Regions from separate parts of the Mus musculus genome. Here regions 2 and 3 are each linked to region 1. Evidence: chromatin contacts called from public promoter capture Hi-C data. All regions are on one chromosome and are shown on one strand. The core of a region is the stretch at or near the end of the contact, and the rest is flanking DNA. Distances in the headings are between cores, read along the strand shown.

Region 1 (2,700 bases), core at 193-2,692:
CAGCACTGAATCAATGCAAATTTGCATTTCTGAAATTATCTCTCTAGTACCTTCCAACCTGCAGCAAAGTATGTTGTATAGATAGCCTTTACTCCCTCAAGGTGTTCCCTATTTAAAAAGCATCTGAAATGCAAAGACGCCCGTAGGAATTCAGTAGATCATTTTCTGGGTGACAGAATTTGGAGCACCCTAAAAACAAACTTAACTCCCTCACCAAACCACCATCAGGGTTCTGTGGTAAAATTAGAACGTGGTAAAGGAAGAAAGAAAACCAGAAGAAACTAGAAGAATCCAAGGAAGAAAGGAATGCATGAAAGACACAGCACACATATGCACTATTATCAATATGCTGAAAAAAAGTCCCATCAATTTTTGCTTATTTTTTTTAAATGGGGTGAGGAAGATAAGACAAATTACAGAGCCTTCCTCTATCCATAATAGCCCAGGTGCACTTTTCCAAAACTTTATATTAGAACTTGAAATTAAAAGCGTTCAAAGTTTAGTTTTATTAAAGTTTTAAATGTAATTGCTATTCTGGATTCTATCAGCCTCTAAATCCGTAATAAACTACATTGGATAATTTGATCGTTGTAAAATCTTCATCATCTCTTAACAAGTTCTACATGCAAAAACCTCCCAAACCCCTAGGACCAATCCCCCCCACACACCCTGTTCCCAGATCATTAATTTATGAAGGGCATCCTAAACGAGGGTCTATGGACACACAAAGGTGATGTCAACTGCACAGCTGTCCTACAGCACAGGATGAGGTGGCCTGGGCTCAGTTCTCAGATTCATCCCCTCAGGACACTAAAACAATACTGAGAGGAGTTTTCCCTCTGGCTGGTGAAGTCGCGGTCCTCTTATCTGATGCTAGAAGGAAACCCCAACCTTCGCCCGCAGGCCTGCGTATCCTCGGCGTCCTCCCCCCGCAGAGCAGCCCCCTCGCGCCCGCCCCGGCTGCCACCGCCCCCTCCTCCTCCTCCTCCCCGCCGCCAATGACCCGGGAAGGAACTGCCCAGTCCCCGAGTCCCTGGAGAATAAATAGCAGCCCAGAGAGCACCATCGCGCCCCACGAAGCAGGGCTCAGACACAAAGCGCCTCCCGCACGCTCCCCCACCCCCACCAGGCCCGGGCCCTCCCGCACTCCCCGGGCCCGCGCACAGCAACAGGCGCGCAGGCCGCGCGGAGAGCACGGCGGGGAGCGCGCAGCCCGGGAAACTTCCAGAGTCCCGGGGGCAGGGCTCGGGCGGGGCCGCTTACCGGGCTCGGCGGCCTGGCGGGGATTCCCGGGGTGGGCAAAGCGCTCGGCTCCTCTCCGCTGTAGTCGCGGCCCTCGGAGCGCCGTGTGGCGCGAACGCTCACGCGTGGCCGGAGAACCGGAGCCCGCGGCCGGCCAGCCTTGCTGCGCGCGGACCAGCCTCCCGGAGGCCGCGGGGCTGCGGGAAGCCGTGACGCCGGCGGGGCGCGCTGGCCAATCAGGGGCGCGGCCCAGCCGCCGCCGAGATGGAACGACCGGCGCACGGGCCCGGGCCCGCGTGGGTGACGGACAAGCGCGAAGGCGGCGGGGCGTGGGGCAGGCTCCTAAATGTGACTTCCAAAGGAAGTGCCCTTTTTTTAAGTATAGCGTTTCACACATATTGACGCGAGAAATACTTGCACTCCAGTGTTGCTGATATTTTATCAAAAACTTGAATTGGGCTAGGAATGTAGTTTTTGTGTTTTATGCTCCCGGCCCCTGCATTGGTAGTCTCTAGTTGCAGTTCTCCTAGTTCTTGGTGAGGACTGCCCTCTGCATTCGTGGCCTCTTGAGAAACGAGGTGGTCAAGGGAAGTCCTTTTTTGAGAAGTTACTTAGCACATCAAGATGCGTTCTTAGCCTGGTGAGACAATAAAAAGAAAAAAAGCAGCAAACTCCTCCGGGAAAGTGCTCAGAGTTGTCTGCTACTGGGAATTGGGGTGGGAGGGAATGCCCCTTTTCTGTTTTGTGACTTTTACAATTGTCTTTCTGTTGACCTCAGCTCTGGAGTCCCACAGTCTATCCCCAACCCCACACCCATTAAAGAAAATACAGCTCGCTCGCTCTTTTTTCTAAGTCTAATATTAGAGTGAACAATTTAAAACTCTCAGACTTTAAAATACAAGAATTGCGTTGTAATTTTATTTTGTCTAATAAAAAGCGATTTGCGTTTCTCTAACATTTACTAAATATTAAAGGAGGAAGCACGTGAAATGCACAAGAATGAAAGTGTTACCGTTCAATGAAAATTTTTGCTTGCTAATGTGAGTTGATTAAAGTGGATTCAGTGTCTTGGGTGGAGACAACACAGGGCCCAAACCTTCAATTCCCTTGGTTCCGCAAATATGAATCAGCATAGATTTGACATGCAGGAAAATGTGAACTCTGACTGGATGTCTTCAGAATGTGTGGATATGAGTCAGTTCTAGGATTTTTGAAAATGAAGATGTAGTTCGTCTGAGGGACATTTCATCCCATCTTCTCTTCCTCCCACAGTGCATTTGTGGGAATCTGTTCTATCAGGCGTCCCATCTTAAAACCAAACACAAAGGTAAAGAGAAGGGGCTAGGGTTAGGGGTAGGGATGGAGAGGATCTATCCACAGTTCTGTCTCTACCCAGTGTGTTCTTGATCACAGCTGCGCAAGAGACCCTTACTTCTGGGCCTGTCACTGCTCTGACAG
Region 2 (2,700 bases), core at 122-2,621, 2.0 Mb after region 1:
AAAAACCTATTTTTTTTTTCCTGAAAATGGAGCTCGGCTGTTTAATGTAACATCTTGAGCCCTTAGGACTTCTCCAGTTAGGTTAATCCAGTGTCCGGTCTACTTCTCCCTTTGGCTATGGAGAACAAAAAATGGAAAACAACATCTTCAAGGTCATAAAGCCAAAGACTGTGAATCTAAAGATCCAAATGAGCCGCCAACTGCAAATCGGTACGAAGCAACCTAAACCACAGCTGACATGCAAGGGCTTGGAGTCTGCATTTTTCGTTGACGCTTTGTATTTTGTTCAAAATTCCAAATTTTAAGGAAATGTCATGATTTCAACTCACAAAAATCCTACTTGATGATTTCGCCTCAATGAAACGTTAATTGAATGTCATCCCCAAAAACTGCTATATAGAACACCTGTCAGAGACTCAAAAAGGGAAACCGCCGCGGATATGAAGGAAAACCTAGAATTTTACAATTGTACGTGAGTATACAGAAAAAAAAAAAAAGAAAGAAAGCTAAAATGAAAGGTTCCAAGTAACGGTAAAGAGAAAAGGAGAGGAAGGACTGAAAGGAAGCCGAGAAGAAACGATGGGAGGCAGGCCGCACCGCTACACCGGGGCTACAAATCACTTACTCGAGCTGGCCAATGAGGATAACCTTTCATCTTGGCGAAGATGAGGTCTCCAGGTTTGAAATCGCGAGTCATGTTTGAGGGGCGACGCCGGGAGTCCCAAGACCAGAAGGGGGAGCAGCGCAGCCGCGATCAGGAGATGCGAGAGCACAGACGCGAGCTGGGACTGGCGGGCCCGCGGGCGGGGGAGGATGCCTCGGGGTGTCCCGACGCGCCTGCGAGGGACAGCAGGGAGGGCGGTTAAAGCGCAAACCCCAGGGAGGGGCCGCGGGGAGGAGGGCAGGGGGAGGGGAGGCGGCGGAGGGGGAGGGGGAGCCGCCTGCGCGCCTCCTCGGACAGAGCGCGGCCTCGGCCCCGAGCAGCGCCGGGGCCTGCGGTCGCGGCCACCTGAGGCAGGGATGCTGCCCGCCACCCGGCCGCCGGCCTCCCACCCCGGCGCTCCCAGGGCTTTTCCCACGGGCCGCAGCCCACGAGGGAGGGGCGCGGCGGGGAGAGGAGGGAGGCTGCGAGCGCGGCCGCCCGCTTCCCATCCGCGCCGAGCGGGGGCGGGGCGGCTCTCACCTGCCGGGCGGCGGCGCTGGGGCTGCGGGGCGCGCTGGCCGCTCCTGCCCACGTCCACGCCGGCCACCTGCGCCACCAGCTGCCGCAGAGGCGTCTCAACGGCTCCGAGCTGCAACCGCCACCGCCACCGCCACCGCCGCCGATGTCGCTACGCCGCTCCCGCGCGGCTCCCGCTCGGCGCCCGCTAGCGCTGGGCCGTACCAAGTGCTCGCGCAGGCACGGGTGGCGCTACAGCCGCCGAGCGTCGTGGCTCGGGAGCTGAGGGCCTGAGTCCCCTAGAGCCCACAGGTGCCCCTGGTTGCGACCAATTGCAAGCAGATGCCGTGGGAGGGGAGGGAGAGGGGAGGCCCGGAGAGAGGCACGCGGGAGCTGTCCCTCTCCTCCACCCCCCCCACGGCTGGCACAGTGGTCGCGCCCGGCCCGCCCCTGCTGGCTGCTCTGCGTGTGTGTATTTGTATGTGTACTGTATGTAAAAGACGGGGAGGGAGGAAACGATTGTTGTGGACCCGGTTTGGGGGCGGGTATCCGGGCCTGTAGCCCACGGCTGCATGTTTAAGAGAATGTGGCAGCCCAAGGTGCTTGTTCTCGCATCCTTCTCCTTGGTGCGAGTACTGTAGTGCTCCTGCGCAGTTTACATCATCCCCAAAATGAAGAGCTGTGCAAAATCCCAGAGATGAAATTGGAATATGAAGCAGTTGCAGGGTGTGCACCTTGTAGGCCTCTTACACCTCGCAGAATGGGCTTTGCAGTCTCCTTTTCTTGGGACTGAAACATGAGAAAGCCCTATTTCATTTCCCTGATATTTCAACCGCGGAGAACCGTTAACGAAAACACAATCCCATTGAATGCAAAACGTCAAGGATATAAAACAATGACAGAGAAAGCGTAGTTAGCTTGTTAGTTAGGATGTGGATTTGGGCCCAATCTAAATTTTAGCCCTGCACTTAAAATTCTATTTCCCTAGAAAAGTGATATATATGGTGGTAGGTGATACAGGAGAGAAGAGTTACTAACACCTAAATATTTCATCATTTAAAATTCTCTTAAAGGGTATTTAAAGGTGAACTTATTTTTGATCCTTTAGCCAGTGGATGCTTTTAATATTTTGTAATACACCTTCTGAAATGGGTTGACTTTTACGATCTTTACTCTAGCAGAACTAATATTATTTATCCATTAACATCCAGGTTCCCAATAAGTAAGGATGTGGCAAATTAGAAGACATTAAAGTATTAAGAAAAAATAAGTCTTTTGTTTCATCCTTCATTGAATCTCTCCAAAATCCTGTTTAGAATAGAGCACTGTTTGGTGTTGAATATACAGCTAGGAACAAGATTAGGTATTTCCTATATCAAACAGGCTAAAAATATTAAAGATATTAAGAATATTAAAATGTGTAAGCAATAATACTGCTTTAAATAAAGACTCACAGCTGAGACTCAGGAAGAGCTTTGTTTGAATAGGCAAAAATTCAGGGCTTTATTTATAAAAGGAATATTGCATGTCTTTAAAAGGAA
Region 3 (2,793 bases), core at 102-2,601, 2.1 Mb after region 1:
AATTTGGGGCCTGATTGGGCTACATAGGGAATTAAAAAACCCCACCCAGACAAAACCAAGAAAGCAAAACAACAACAAAATCACTTCCCTCCAAACAAAAATCTTTCAAATAACAAAACTAAGCCGTATACAATTTAAAAAAAAACTCTCATCTTCCAGGACTGTCAGGCCACACAGAGAAACCCATGGTGGTGGTGAATGTAATCTTATTTATTGTAATTCTCCATTTGATTCCTAAGTAGAGAGGGCTACTTTTGTTTCCTTCAGTTTGTTTTCGAAGCAGTTATCTCTTCTGGCTAAAGCCTTAAGAAGCAAGGAAAACCTTTTAAAAACCAAACAACTGACCTCAAACCAATTAAAGTTTCTCAGCAGTGCAAGAACCAAAGTTTTAATCTATTTGCTCTTAGGACTGTTAACTTTCCAGAGCGAGAGCAGGCGAGAACCCCAACACCTGGTTCAGGCTGATTACAACCAACCCCGGACAAGTTTAGCATAAAAGGCTCATTTTGTATGAACACTTGTGGAAAGAAGGTAGTGGCGGCAGGGATAAAAACCTTTCATCAAAATCCTGCCATTTCGCATTGTTCTTTAGGGAATAGGCTTTCAAAAGCCAAGGAACAAAAGAGGATTTGCTTTTCCAATCCTCTGAAGCGGCTACAGGGCGAACCAAAGCTCTTTATAAATTGTGGGCGAGGAGGGGGAGGGGCTGAAATCTAGCAGAGATGGAGCTCAAGGCGAGGCTCCAAGGCCTTATTTGCCAATGAATCCGGTTCTGCATTATTTGTAATCAAAGACGCTCAGCAGCATCAGAGCACCGACCTACATTCTATCCACCCAAGCCAAAATACAAAAGAAATCGATGGGAGGAGGAGACTGCAGGAGGAGGGCGCTGAGAGTCTGCCACCTGTGCCGAAGCCCAGGCACTCTCCCTGGGGACCCTGGCATCGGCCGCGGTCCTAGCGGGTTTCTCGGGCCGAGAGCCAGCTAAGAAGACGTTTACAGAGCAGGAACAGGCTGCTGCCCTTTTCCGAGGCTGGAAATGTGCACGCCACTCGGTTGCGGGAGTTCTGAAACAAGGAGAAGGCACAGCATGCCGGCGCTGGAGCGCGCATGGGGTGGAACGCGGCCCCGAGCCACCCGTGTGCTTTGCGCACGCGTACCCCACCCCTGGCGCATGCGCAATATACCCCGCCTGCCGCGGGAGCGCGCGCGGTTGCGGGCCGGCGCTTCTCTTCCAGCGCGAGCCCGCGTTCTCTGAGTACGCGCGTATCCTGGAGCTGGGGCTCGGGCGGCGGGCGGGACGCTGGGGACGCGGAGGCGAGGGGCGGGCCTGCCGGGGCGGGGCCAGGGAGGCGGAGAAAGTCGCGGCTGCCCAGAGCCTCGTCGCGTGTTCCGGGCCCCCGGAAGTGGCCGTTGTAAACTTCACCTCGTAGACTTTCTCCATCCTGGCCCTAGAGTCCATCGGCTTTCCCCAGTTGTCACTCTTTCTCCTGAGAGTTGCCTGACCTCCCACTCACCCCGAGACCTGAAGCTGCCTGGGGGTCGTGGGTGTGCAGGCTGGACCACGCGAGTCCGAGGTAACTGCGGGCTGTGGGTGCAATGGTGACTGGCGCCCGGGACCGGGAGGTGCTGAGAGGAGACTGGGCTTGCAGAGAGGACCCGGCTGAGGGCTGCTAGCTGGTGCTGACACGCCTCCAGCTCAGCCTCCAGCCTCCAGCCTCCAGCTCAATGGCCAGGGCTCTCCGCCCACCTTGAGGAAGCCGAGCATCTTCGCTGTACTCCGAGGACCGGTGGGGACTAGAGTCCTCGGAGCTCTTTGGGATCAGTACCCAAGGATCACTTTTTTTTTTTTCGTGTTTTACCTTCATTTTATTTAAATGCCTACCACACTTTAGGCACCCTACAAACGTTTGATAAGCAAAACAATGAGTTATGCAACTTCTGCCTACCACCCACCTTGGGACTTAGAAAAGTCAGCTGTGAGTTTAAAGCTGAATTTTGCGTACAAGCACACACCCCCCCCCCTTTGACTTTTTAATCATTTACGATATTCATATTAATCAAATACATAACTTAGAGACGATATCAAACAGCTTCTAAGATTTTGCACGTTGATGTTTTATACTTTTCCTAGTATTGGAGAAATGAAACTACCGTTTTGTTATTTGTATTTATCAGTGCTTAGTAACGACCAAACTGTGATAGAGCCGGAAATGCAATCCTTTCCAGTTAAAGGCAGAGGAATGCAGGCAGTGCAGCGGGATTCTAGGGAAAGTGAAGGCGGCTGTTTTAGCTTGGAGCTTGTGTGTAAATCCTGGCTCAGCCATTTATTAGCTGTGACAGGCAAATCACCTGTCGCCTGGACCTTAGGTTCTTTATGTCAAATAAGCAGAGTGGGCTTAGTCTTTCAGGCTCCGTTTACTTTTTGTTTGTTTGAGTTTCTTTGTCTTAGGCGTGTTTTATGGACAGAATCACACATCTCCTTCACCTCTCTTCTTTTTTCAGAGATGGGATGAAAGGTGGTTGAGACTGAACAAGAATCATGGGCACAAAAGTGTTCTGCTATTTGAGCTGCACTCAGCTCTGAAGTGCCCCCTTGCCAAATGAACCGTGTAACTGCTGATAGTCCCACACAGGTGTCACGACTAATGAATGCAAAGCTGCATAGACAAAAAAAAAAAAAAAAAAAAAGTGGATTTAGTGTTAGGGAATCAAGCCCTTTCCTCTCGATGAGTAAAGAAAAAAAAAAATAGCATTTGGTTAGACACCCAAACTGAGAAGGTAGTGGAAGTG

Evidence for each region. Promoter capture Hi-C pulls out the DNA fragments that hold promoters and counts their contacts.
Region 2: a promoter capture Hi-C map of hippocampal neurons shows a contact between it and region 1, with 2.4 times the contacts expected there. The contact joins the promoter of Psip1 here to the promoter of Mpdz in region 1. A contact is called at or near these places in 2 of 39 promoter capture datasets (hippocampal neurons and liver) and 1 of 115 datasets of contacts at active chromatin or transcription factors (astrocytes).
Region 3: a promoter capture Hi-C map of hippocampal neurons shows a contact between it and region 1, with 2.2 times the contacts expected there. The contact joins the promoter of Ccdc171 here to the promoter of Mpdz in region 1. A contact is called at or near these places in 1 of 39 promoter capture datasets (hippocampal neurons) and 1 of 115 datasets of contacts at active chromatin or transcription factors (astrocytes).

The regions. Positions count from the first base shown.
Region 1 is chr4:81,441,373-81,444,072 of GRCm38.p6, forward strand. Mpdz (multiple PDZ domain crumbs cell polarity complex component) reads right to left here and starts at 1,443. Exons shown (of 47, transcript NM_010820.3): 1 at 1,264-1,443.
Region 2 is chr4:83,485,092-83,487,791 of GRCm38.p6, forward strand. Psip1 (PC4 and SFRS1 interacting protein 1) reads right to left here and starts at 1,372. Exons shown (of 16, transcript NM_133948.6): 1 at 1,184-1,372; 2 at 626-837. The coding sequence starts at 697.
Region 3 is chr4:83,524,194-83,526,986 of GRCm38.p6, forward strand. Ccdc171 (coiled-coil domain containing 171) reads left to right here and starts at 1,352. Exons shown (of 26, transcript NM_001355378.1): 1 at 1,352-1,577.